Linked DNA regions of Mus musculus: region 1 is linked to region 2. A link is a contact called in public HiChIP or PLAC-seq data. All regions are on one chromosome and are shown on one strand. The core of a region is the stretch at or near the end of the contact, and the rest is flanking DNA. Distances in the headings are between cores, read along the strand shown. Region 1 has its middle 29 kb from the start of Gm41239. Region 2 has its middle 18 kb from the start of 4930449E01Rik.

The links. HiChIP or PLAC-seq counts read pairs in DNA pulled down with a chosen protein or histone mark.
Region 1: an H3K4me3 HiChIP or PLAC-seq map of craniofacial prominence shows a contact between it and region 2, with 4 times the contacts expected there. The contact joins two enhancer-like sites. A contact is called at or near these places in 9 of 39 promoter capture datasets (the HPC-7 cell line, cranial neural crest, embryonic stem cells and 4 more), 1 of 15 datasets of contacts at CTCF or cohesin (the NIH/3T3 cell line), 2 of 484 Hi-C or Micro-C datasets (bone marrow-derived macrophages and embryonic stem cells), 9 of 115 datasets of contacts at active chromatin or transcription factors (craniofacial prominence, embryonic basal ganglia, embryonic forebrain and 5 more) and 1 of 9 other capture datasets (embryonic stem cells).

Annotation. Positions count from the first base shown.
Region 1 is chr14:105,849,223-105,854,094 of GRCm38.p6, forward strand. No RefSeq gene overlaps it. Among named protein-coding and RNA genes, the nearest start is that of Gm41239, 29 kb to the left of the region's middle. Within about 2 kb of position 2,294, at least 61 of the 459 cell types and tissues checked have an H3K27ac peak or open chromatin away from gene starts, as enhancers often do. A contact at or near this core is called in craniofacial prominence, where this site is marked.
Region 2 is chr14:105,478,787-105,483,661 of GRCm38.p6, forward strand. No RefSeq gene overlaps it. Among named protein-coding and RNA genes, the nearest start is that of 4930449E01Rik, 18 kb to the right of the region's middle. RefSeq lists an enhancer at 3,387-4,875. Within about 2 kb of position 1,420, at least 23 of the 459 cell types and tissues checked have an H3K27ac peak or open chromatin away from gene starts, as enhancers often do. A contact at or near this core is called in craniofacial prominence, where this site is marked.

The DNA of each region.
Region 1 (4,872 bases), core at 1,044-3,543, 370 kb after region 2:
ACAGGCATATAAAATAGACACATTAATCCAACATTTACTACAACAAACCATTGCAAAATTATTTTAAAACAATTCTTTGATACACATGTCATCTACCATTTACAAAAGATTAAAGTAAATTTGTATATGAAGATGGATATGCTTGCTTATTATTCCATAAAGAATTAAATCCTGGCTGAATACTTGATACTATAGGATATAGAGCATCTTCAGCATTTTTTTCAAAGTTTATTGATATTTTGATCCTTTCATTAGTATTGAGACTTCTCCTTTATATAAGAATGTAGTACAAAATGCAGGGCAATATTCAGAGACACATCAAAAATGTTGGAAATAATGCCCAAACACCAAGCCAAAGTTAGTAACATTTTACAAAATTCAAATCAACAATTCAAATAACTATTTAAAAAAAACTTGTATTCTAACACAATATATCCCAAAATGCATATCCAAGAACACTTGGTTGCCACTGTTTTGAGTATTGCATTCAGCAAACATGGTGGTGTGCTTATAATCCCTGTTCATGGGAGGTGCAACATAGTCAAAGTCCTCCCTATCTACATAGCAAAACTTGAGGCCAGCCTGGGCTATTTGAGGTACTTTCTAAAATCAGAGGTGCAGGAGGAGGGGGAAGAGGAATAAAAGGAGGGGAGAGGGGGAGAGAGAGAAAGACACACAGACACAGAGAGGCAAGAAATCCCGACTCGTAAGCCAATCCAGCCCTAGGCTTCCCCTTGTATAAGGTCCCTAGAAAGAAAAGTGTCTACAAAAACCAGATGAGAGCATGTCCTCTGCTGTGACAGTGTGTGGACGTCACTAAGGCTTAATGATCAGCTCTCTCTCCCAAGGCTTCTGCCATCACCCATACTTGACGAATGGAGTTATTCCTCATTAAAGACTGTGATGGGTTTTCTAAGAGACTGTCAGAGAGTGCCCAGACAACCCAAGGTAAACTCATGGCTCTTAATGTTTGTAACACACAACTGTGGTCATCTTCTGGAAACTGCCTCAAGCCCGTGTTCCCCACACATGTTCCCCACGTGCCGTTTTCCCCATAAAATGTAACTGTGATATTTTTGTTTGTTTGTTTGTTTTTGTTTTTTTGGTTTTTTTTTGAGACAGGGTTTCTCTGTATAGCCCTGGCTGTCCTGAAACTCAACTTTGTAGACCAGGCTGGCCTCAAACTCAGAAATCCACCTGCTTCTACCTCTGCCTCTGCCTCCTGAGTACTGGGATTAAAGGCGTGTGCCACCACGCCCGGTCTGTGATAACTCTTTAAGATCTTAAATATTCTCCACTTCCACTAAACTTCACATTCAAAACAAATGATGTGAAGGATCAGCCTTTTGATAACTGTGTTTTAAGACTAAGGTTGTTTGTTACCTGTGGCGATACATGCTTGTAGTACCAGTGCTCCAGATGGCAAGGTCAGAGGATCCACCCCAACCTCAGCTAAACATGAAGTACCAGAATGACTTGGACATCATAGCAACATATCATTTCAGAAGAGGGAAGGAAATTTAAATAATACATCATAAATTTATTATTTTTACTCAACCAGCCTTTATTTCACTTCCTGACTTATCATGGTTGCCCATTTTAATTGACAACATTTCCCCTTCAGAATCTTAATGTTGTTTATTAGGGTAATATATTTTTCTAAATACATCTTCCTATATTGAGTTAGCAGCATGTGTTTTTCTGAGTACATACAGAGTAATACATAAATAAATACAACATATTTTTCTAAATACATCTTTCTACGCTAGATAGCAATATAACAGTGTGGAGCAAAGTATTGTCTATAGACTATGTGTTCCAAAAGAAGAAAGAAAACCAAGCTCAGAGGGAAAGGACGGATCAGAAATGGGCAGAAGGGCCCAGAGCCTCTGAAGCCAGCACTTAGCCCTGCTGACTGGTCTTGGGCTTTATTAGTGAAAGAGAACACTTATATTCTCTATTTTCACAATACAACCATCGGGAATCCCAACACATCCATGCACACTGGCTGCACTTTCAAACATGTGTGTCTCACCCCCTCTATACTTTGCTGTTAAAAAAAAAAAATGGATACCTGAATTTGAGCCATGAAAAGATGCCCTCCAACTGTACAAAAATGAATGAAAACCCAAGAGCCAGTTTTTATCCATTCCCAGTGCCCCCTCCCCAGTGCCCACCAGAAGGAGAAGGGGGAAAAAAAAGAAAAGGAAAAAGAAAACCCACAGAGCTGTTTGATTGCTTAAGCCGGGTGGTCAGACAATAGGACCAGAAAGAATGGCCGCTTCCTTCCTTCCTGTTGAGTGTTCTGCCTGAGTGAGCAAATTCAATAGCACTTTGCTTTGCAGCAGAACTAGGCTCTAGCATGAGGGAAAATCAACAAAGAGCCATTCTAGGGCATTTCCAACCCCACCTAAGGCAAAGCTCTGAGCTATAGAACCAGGGGAGGCAGGTCCTGATTCAGGCCCTCCAAGGGGGAGTGTGCATGGAAGTACACAAACATCCACGTTATTGTTTATATTAAGGGCCGTTGTTTATGCTGCTGCTTGCATTTGAAGTGGTCTGATTCAGTTACCTCTTTCTACTTCCTAATGTACAGCTCTCTAACGTGCTTCAAACTTCCTTAAAATCTGCCTATTCTGCTGCAATTAACGAGTCAAACACAGTGACGCCCTTGCACTCAGAATCAGCATAAATGCTCTTCCAATTAATCATTTTCCTTGCTGGCTTTTAGATCTGAGTTGAGGAGACACACAGTGATTTGTCAGTCTGGCAGTTAAAGAGTAAAACCCAGAAAAGGGATGAAAGAGAGAAAATTTTAATTTAATTGATACAGTATTGTGTTACACGTAGAAAATTTTGTGCATTTGGATAGAGAGTATAATTTCAAAGTGCCTTTAGAATATCTTGCGTTAAACCAGGCATGGTGGCGCACACCTTTAATTCCAGCACTCGGGAGGCAGAGGCAGGTGGATTTCTGAGTTCAAGGCCAGCCTGGTCTACAAAGTGAGTTTCAGGACAGCCAGGGCTATACAGAGAAACCCTGTCTCAAAAAACTAAATTAAAAAAAAAAAAAGAATATCTTGCATTAACACAGAAGAGAAATATAGTAGTCTCTGTATTTATTTCAGTGTTTTTCTTAACTCATAATTTGTACAGATATACCTAGGTTACAAACCTTCGAAAATGTATACCTTCAGAACTTACAAAAACTTTACTAAAGCACATTATTAGTTTTTCCTTCTGTACGTGCACGTGACACGGACTTAAAACTAATTGTGTTAACCTAATCCTTTTCTCTGGGATGGGTCCCAGTACATCAACAGTCTGTTCCTTGGAATCTTGAACGTGATAGCATGTCACTTCTTAGTTGTGCTAAATGAAATCATTGACCTCAAAAAGGGCAGATTATCTTAGAAGGCCTTGACTAATTACACACACACACACACTTCAAAAACAAAGAACATTCTCAAAAGGTGGCACAAGAAGAAGAATTAAGAGAGAGTCAAAGTTTGCAAAGGATTTGACCCTAAGTTCTTGGTTTGAAGATGTTAGAGGCTTTGTGAGGTGACTAAGGGGTAGTCCAGTCTTGAACTAAAAGCCACCTCCAGCCAAGAAAACAGAGACCCCAGCCCTATGTCTGCAACAAACAGCACAGCGTCCTGCAAGCAGTCTGAAAGAATCTGGAAGAGCAGTCTGTCCTCAAGTAAAAATTCAGTCCAGCAAATAACTTTATTTTAGTCTGTTAAGACCCTGACCTCAGAGAGATCTGAGCCCATCCAGACCTTTGCTTCCTAGAACTGTGTGATAATCAATGGAGTGACTTTTAAGATGTTACAATGTACAGAAGTTTGTCATGGCAACGTGTAAAAACAAACGCCACATCTTTCTTTTTCTTCACCATAACAAAATTTCCCAATTGCAACTGCAGCCTCCTGAATATGAAAGTTTGTCAATTCCATTATTGCTGTTGATCTGGTGACTGTTGGTGACAGTCTCTATCACTGCAATATCCATAATGTTTCTGCCAGTGAAAATGAATTTGTACTTGAACACTTCTGTAGTTAGATCTTGTGACATCAGCTATTGTTATTGTAGAAGCATCAGTGTACATAACACACTTTCACTGTGTTTCTCTTCTGATGGAGTTTCTGCAAAGACATATCTGCATTCAGAATAAATACGGTTAGTAGATAATAGTACCAAATGGTTAAAGATTTTTAAGTACTTCACTTTTCAGTGTAAAAATCAATCTATATACCTTCTACTTTGTGGCCATTTATATGAGAACTAATTGGGCATTTTATTATAATTAGGAAAATGAAAAAAAAAAATCCACAAAATGTGGAAGTGGCCTCTAATAAAATTTTCTAATAGTTAGAGATCACATGAAGTTCTTTTACATATTTTTAAATTTGCATTTATTCTTTGTGTTTGTGTGTGCACATGTGTGTGTATGTTTTGTGTGTGTGTGTATGTGCATCTTTTTCATCTTTAGGAATATAAAATATTGTGTGGGGCAGGGTGTGGAGATTGATGGTAGAGTATGTGAAACTTTGGGTCTAACTCCCAGAATCCCAAAATAAGTACGTATCCTACTACCTTTAAAGGATCTCACAATATGTGAGCGTGGCCAGTGCAAAAGACTGTCTCTGGGCTTGTTAGCTGCTGCTCCACTTTCCCGAACCTTCTGAGAAAATCTTAACTCCTTTTTTGCTGCTAGAACAGAACCATAGATTGAGTGGTTTATAGCCATGTGAAATTTGTTTACTACGGTTTTGAAGCTTGGGAAGACTATGGTGAAGGCACCGGCATCTTGCTAGGGTCTTTATGCTTTGCCATATGGTTGGAGGCAGAAGGGTCAGAGGTTGCATG
Region 2 (4,875 bases), core at 170-2,669:
ATAGTGGTATTCTGCTCATTACATTCCTTTCTTTCCCAGAGACCTCCCCTGTTCTTATTCCCTGTTCTGAACTCTAGTTTTTCTGGGACCAGAAGGGCACCATTTTTTTTCTCTGTGTGTTCAGCAAATCTATCTTTACAAACCTAAGAAAGGAAGCTCTCAGGTTTTACTCACACTGGAGTGTTCCAAGGCATTTCCAAAGCATTGCTGTCCACTTGAGCAGCCGATAATAGTCCTTTGATGTAGAGCTTTGAACAAGAGATAAGAAATAGTTATCTAACCATAGCCTTTACTGATAGTCAACAGGACCTTCTTGCTAGTTAAGCCATTAGATATTAGTTTCCATGTTGTTATCCAATCAACAGGAAAACTCCTCCCCACATTGTGTAGAGGCCATAGAACGTATTTTCAAATTCCAAACTTCTCTCCAAGACTTCTGTATTTCTTTAATGGCTCCCCCCTTTAACCAAGGCATATTGCAATCTATAAACACAAACAGTAGTGATTTTCTACATGAGCCCCATTTTCTTAGGCTGTATTGTTTGAAATTAGATAGAGTGGAATTTTACAAATCTTTTCTTTTGGTTAAATAGTTTCAAACAAGATTCCAACAGCAAAGGTGTTGTTTCAAAAAAATGTCAGTCACAGACATTGGGAAACTTGTCCCAACTAAGAAAACTTGATGAAGCCACAGTTGATGATGTTGAGACATGCAGTATGTTCGTTTGGGGAGTGGGGTAAATGACCCTGTGTGTTTGAGAGTCTTCTGCTATATTCTCATGCTATAAATGGCCTTCATGTAAATACCCAGAAATGGGTTAATATTGCTATAGAAAAGGTTACTTTTTATCTTTAAGAGATTTTTCTTAATTGTCTAAACCCACTTGTGATAATAACTTTTGACATTAATGTGTAATTTCAAAGTGAGATATCAAACTGAAGCACACACTTCCAACAAGACCAAGAAAGCAGGTCCTCTAAGTTCTAGGTTTGGCCCACAGTTCCTGATAGGGAATAAACCCATTCTGGGAGTCATGGCTGCCAAGACAAATCCTAGACTGATACATGCATGGGGACTGGGTCAATGGACGTTTTCATATTTCTCCTGCTCTTCAATGTACATAACCTGTATCTAACGAGGGTCACAAAGCCTGCCATTTCAATAGGGACAAGTGGTGTTCTTAGCTTTTCAAATAAATGTAGATTTTCCGTTGGTTGACACCATGACTGCTCGAAGAATCTTCAGACACACGGTGTCCTCACAGTCCAGCCAGCTTTTCTCCGTTAATGGATTTTAATAATTCCTCTACTGTTCCTGTATATGCTCTTCACATTGTCGGCGAGTGGGGAGAGTCTAGTCAGAGGGCTCATATGGAAACGTTTTCATTTTGGTGCGGCTGGTTCCGATGTTTCCCCCAATCTCTGTGCAGATCTATCTGGTTTCCTTTTGCTGCTGCCTTCCCCTCCTGGGGTTTGGACACTGGCTGTTGATCTCTTTCTGTGGTTTCGCTCTGGTTTTGCCTCCATGTTAAGCTTACTTACTTGCTCTACGAAATCTAAGCTGTCTGCCTCTGTAAGACCTCCTGGTTCTCAGTGTTTGAAAGCAGAGCCAGAGGCGAGGGCATATCTTGTCAAGGGCTGACAGCAAAGGGTTGGGCAGTCTGGTGACTCTCTCTGGTCACCCCCTCCTGCCAGGGTGGCTGCAGGTTCCTGGAGTCTGACAATGTGCTGTCATGGGGATTACATTGATTAGCTTGGGGGAGTTAGGTAACTGGAGCTCTCTCACCGGGGTCCTAGCTGCTGTCAGGTCGACTGTTCACACACTGGTTTTAGGGATACCCTCAGGCATTCTCTAATGTAATCCAGGCATGTTGTTGCAGGTTGTATTTGAGAAGGGGCTACTTACTTGTCACTTGAAATATTTTTTTATGAAAAAAAAAGTCAATAAACGAGAAAACATGGCATAAAGAGGAGACAATATGAGGGTGGCAGAAAGGGAAGAACGAAACAGGAGTGACCCAAATGCCAAGCTTGCGTTCCGTGCACGTGCGCTTTAGGGAGCAAGGGTTCTTGTTTTACACAGGTACTTCGATGGTTGTGCATGCTTGGGGTTTTGCTCTCCTAGGGAACAACTAGACTCCAGTAAATTCAAAGGCAGTGGAATACAGGCCGACCCTGAGCAGGAGGAAAGAACTGGTGGAGACCCGTATGAAAGTATCTGGGTGCGTGTTCCTAAGGCAGGCACATAGACGCCAGTGTGGCTATGAAGAGAAGCTGGGTCCGAATGAAGAGCAGGGAGAAGCTGCAGATTCTCATCAAGGACTTTCCCAGACTAGCCTCTTCCCCTTCGGATTCCTTGTCCTAATCTCATCCTGGGAGCTTTAAAGGTACTTAACCCCAGGGAACTGCTTAAATTCCGGAATGTAAACAAACATACCTCACAGAAACATCTTTGTTAAATTTAAAAGAAATGAAGGCTTCATGGAAACCAGGCAGCTCCTTTTTTTTTTTTTTTTTTTTTTTAGATTTTTCTGATGATTTATTTAATCGTGCACTACCCTCCCCCAAATATGCACTCAACCTACTACCCTCACAGATACACTTGTGGACAACACCGAATTCGGACATGGTGAAGGGGTTCCTTCTCTTTGTCCGACCTTACCAGTAGGTAGGGGTGATAGCCAAAAACAGTCCAGCCAGAGAACCAAAAGGCAAAACATAAAACAGAAGAAGGCAAATGTGCTTGTGAAATTTGATTGTCATTTACAGCCTTGGGGAGTTGATGTGAGCTCTCCACAACGGAGGGTCTTGATCAGTAAAGACGTCACAGCATTATGAATGCTGGTGCAGGTCTGTGTGGTTTTCATGTCTATGTGCTTGTGTGTGTGTGTTAAGGGATTCAGGTATGTCTGTCTGCTGGTACGTGCGTGCATGCATGCGTGCTTGCACTGGTAGAGATAAGTAGATATCCTTGGGTGCCACTCAAATGCCTTTCATTTTTTTTCCCCTTGAGAAAAGTTCTCTCAGTGTCCTGTGCCTTCACTGTGTAGGCCAAACTAGCTGACCAGTGAGCTGTGCCTCCCTACAGCTTGGATTGCAAGCATGTATCACTACACTCAGCTTCTTTTACATGGGTCCTAAACTCAGATTCTCTTGTTTGAGAGGCAAGCACATTCATTACCCACTGAGCCATCTCCCTCTCCTTGAGAGCCTGTTATAGATATATACATCTATCTATCTATCTATCTATCTATCTATCTATCTATCTATCTATCTACATACGCATGTGTTTATGTATATTTTATATTTATATAAATTTATATATGGGTATGTATTCGTGTTAAAGAATCTAGTTTGATGTCTGATACATTATAGTACCCAATAAATGGCATTTCCACTTTCTTCCTATATTAGATTAGGAAGACCTCTTAAGAATCAACACTTAAAATAATTTATGAAAATTTAAAAACTGGAGAGCTTTAAAGAATGCCTCTTCTCTTAATTTCTTAATTGCTTGCAGTTGCAAATTGGGATAATTAGGATAATATATAGGTATGATCTTTTATTTACAGTATTAGATAAGCCTTACCAATTAGTTTATCAATAAGATTGTGAAGAAAAATGGTAACAGAGAAATAATGTATGTGTTTGGTCTAATATACACATCCCTGCTTCTAAAATCACATCATTGATACTGGATTTTCCAGCCAATCCCAAAAATAGATAATTCATCTCTGATACTGTTTATTAACCTAGTAAAACTGCCTCTGGGCCCAATTTCCTAGCAAAGGAATTTAAAGGTAACCCTGTCAGTTAAGCTGTAGATGTCTCTTCTTTCTTTCTTTCTTTCTTTCTTTCTTTCTTTCTTTCTTTCTTTCTTTCTTTCTTTCTTTCTTTCTTTCTTTCTTTCTCTCTCTCTCTCTCTCTCTCTCTCTCTCTCTCTCTCTCTCTCTTTCTTTCTTTCTTCTTCTCCTGACTTCTCCCAGCTGTTAGCACTGTCTCATGATGCTGTCACCTCCCACAGCTTCCTGGAGAAACTGTCCCAGTAATAGGTTGAGGTGGGGGTAGATGGGTGGGGATGCACAGCTAGGTTTCATCTGAGCCAGTAGCCATATGACCCCATATTCATGCCCGTGTAGTTTTTTCCCTCACAAGTAGTTGTTAAGTTGTTAATTCTGTTTTTGATAGGTTTTAAAAGGTGTGTGTGTGTGTGTGTGTGTGTGTGTGTGTGTGTGTGTGTGTGTGCAAAATGCTGAACCCGAGAACCAAGAGTGGTTGCTATGAGCTTTGCAACATGCACACGGGCGTGCACGCGCGCGCACACAAATACACGGACAAAGGGATAAATTGAAAAAGAAAGCAAGTAGCCCCTTGTTTGGTTCAGCAGTCTGGTCAGCCCCGCAGATGAGGAAGTGCGCCTTTGTCCCACGCTAAAGCCTTGTTTTCGTCTTTATTGTCTTTCGGGGTAAAATCGAGGGGGAAATTCACCTGTCTGGCTCAAAGTTAAACTGCTGGCTTTAATGTGACTGCATGGGAACTCGGGTTTATTAATGAATACAACATACCCGCTTTGATTTGAAAGCTTTCACCCTGCTGAAAAGATTCAAAAGGCATCGCTTCCTGCACCAGCGGTCTTCCTTTATCCCTCTCAGCGGTTCACCCCTACCCAGCTGCTATATCTCATTAACAAGCATTTGACCACTGCAGCAGGCCTGGGAGTGTTGACACTTGAAAGGCCCAGGCAGGCGTGGGCAGGCCATCAGCTATGGCAACAGGAAACTGCCCCGGAGACAACACTGAGAAAACGGGCAGCTGCAAAAGCCAAGTCCGGGTAGACATAAAGGGCCGCCTGTGCCCACGTTGGTCTGGGGTATC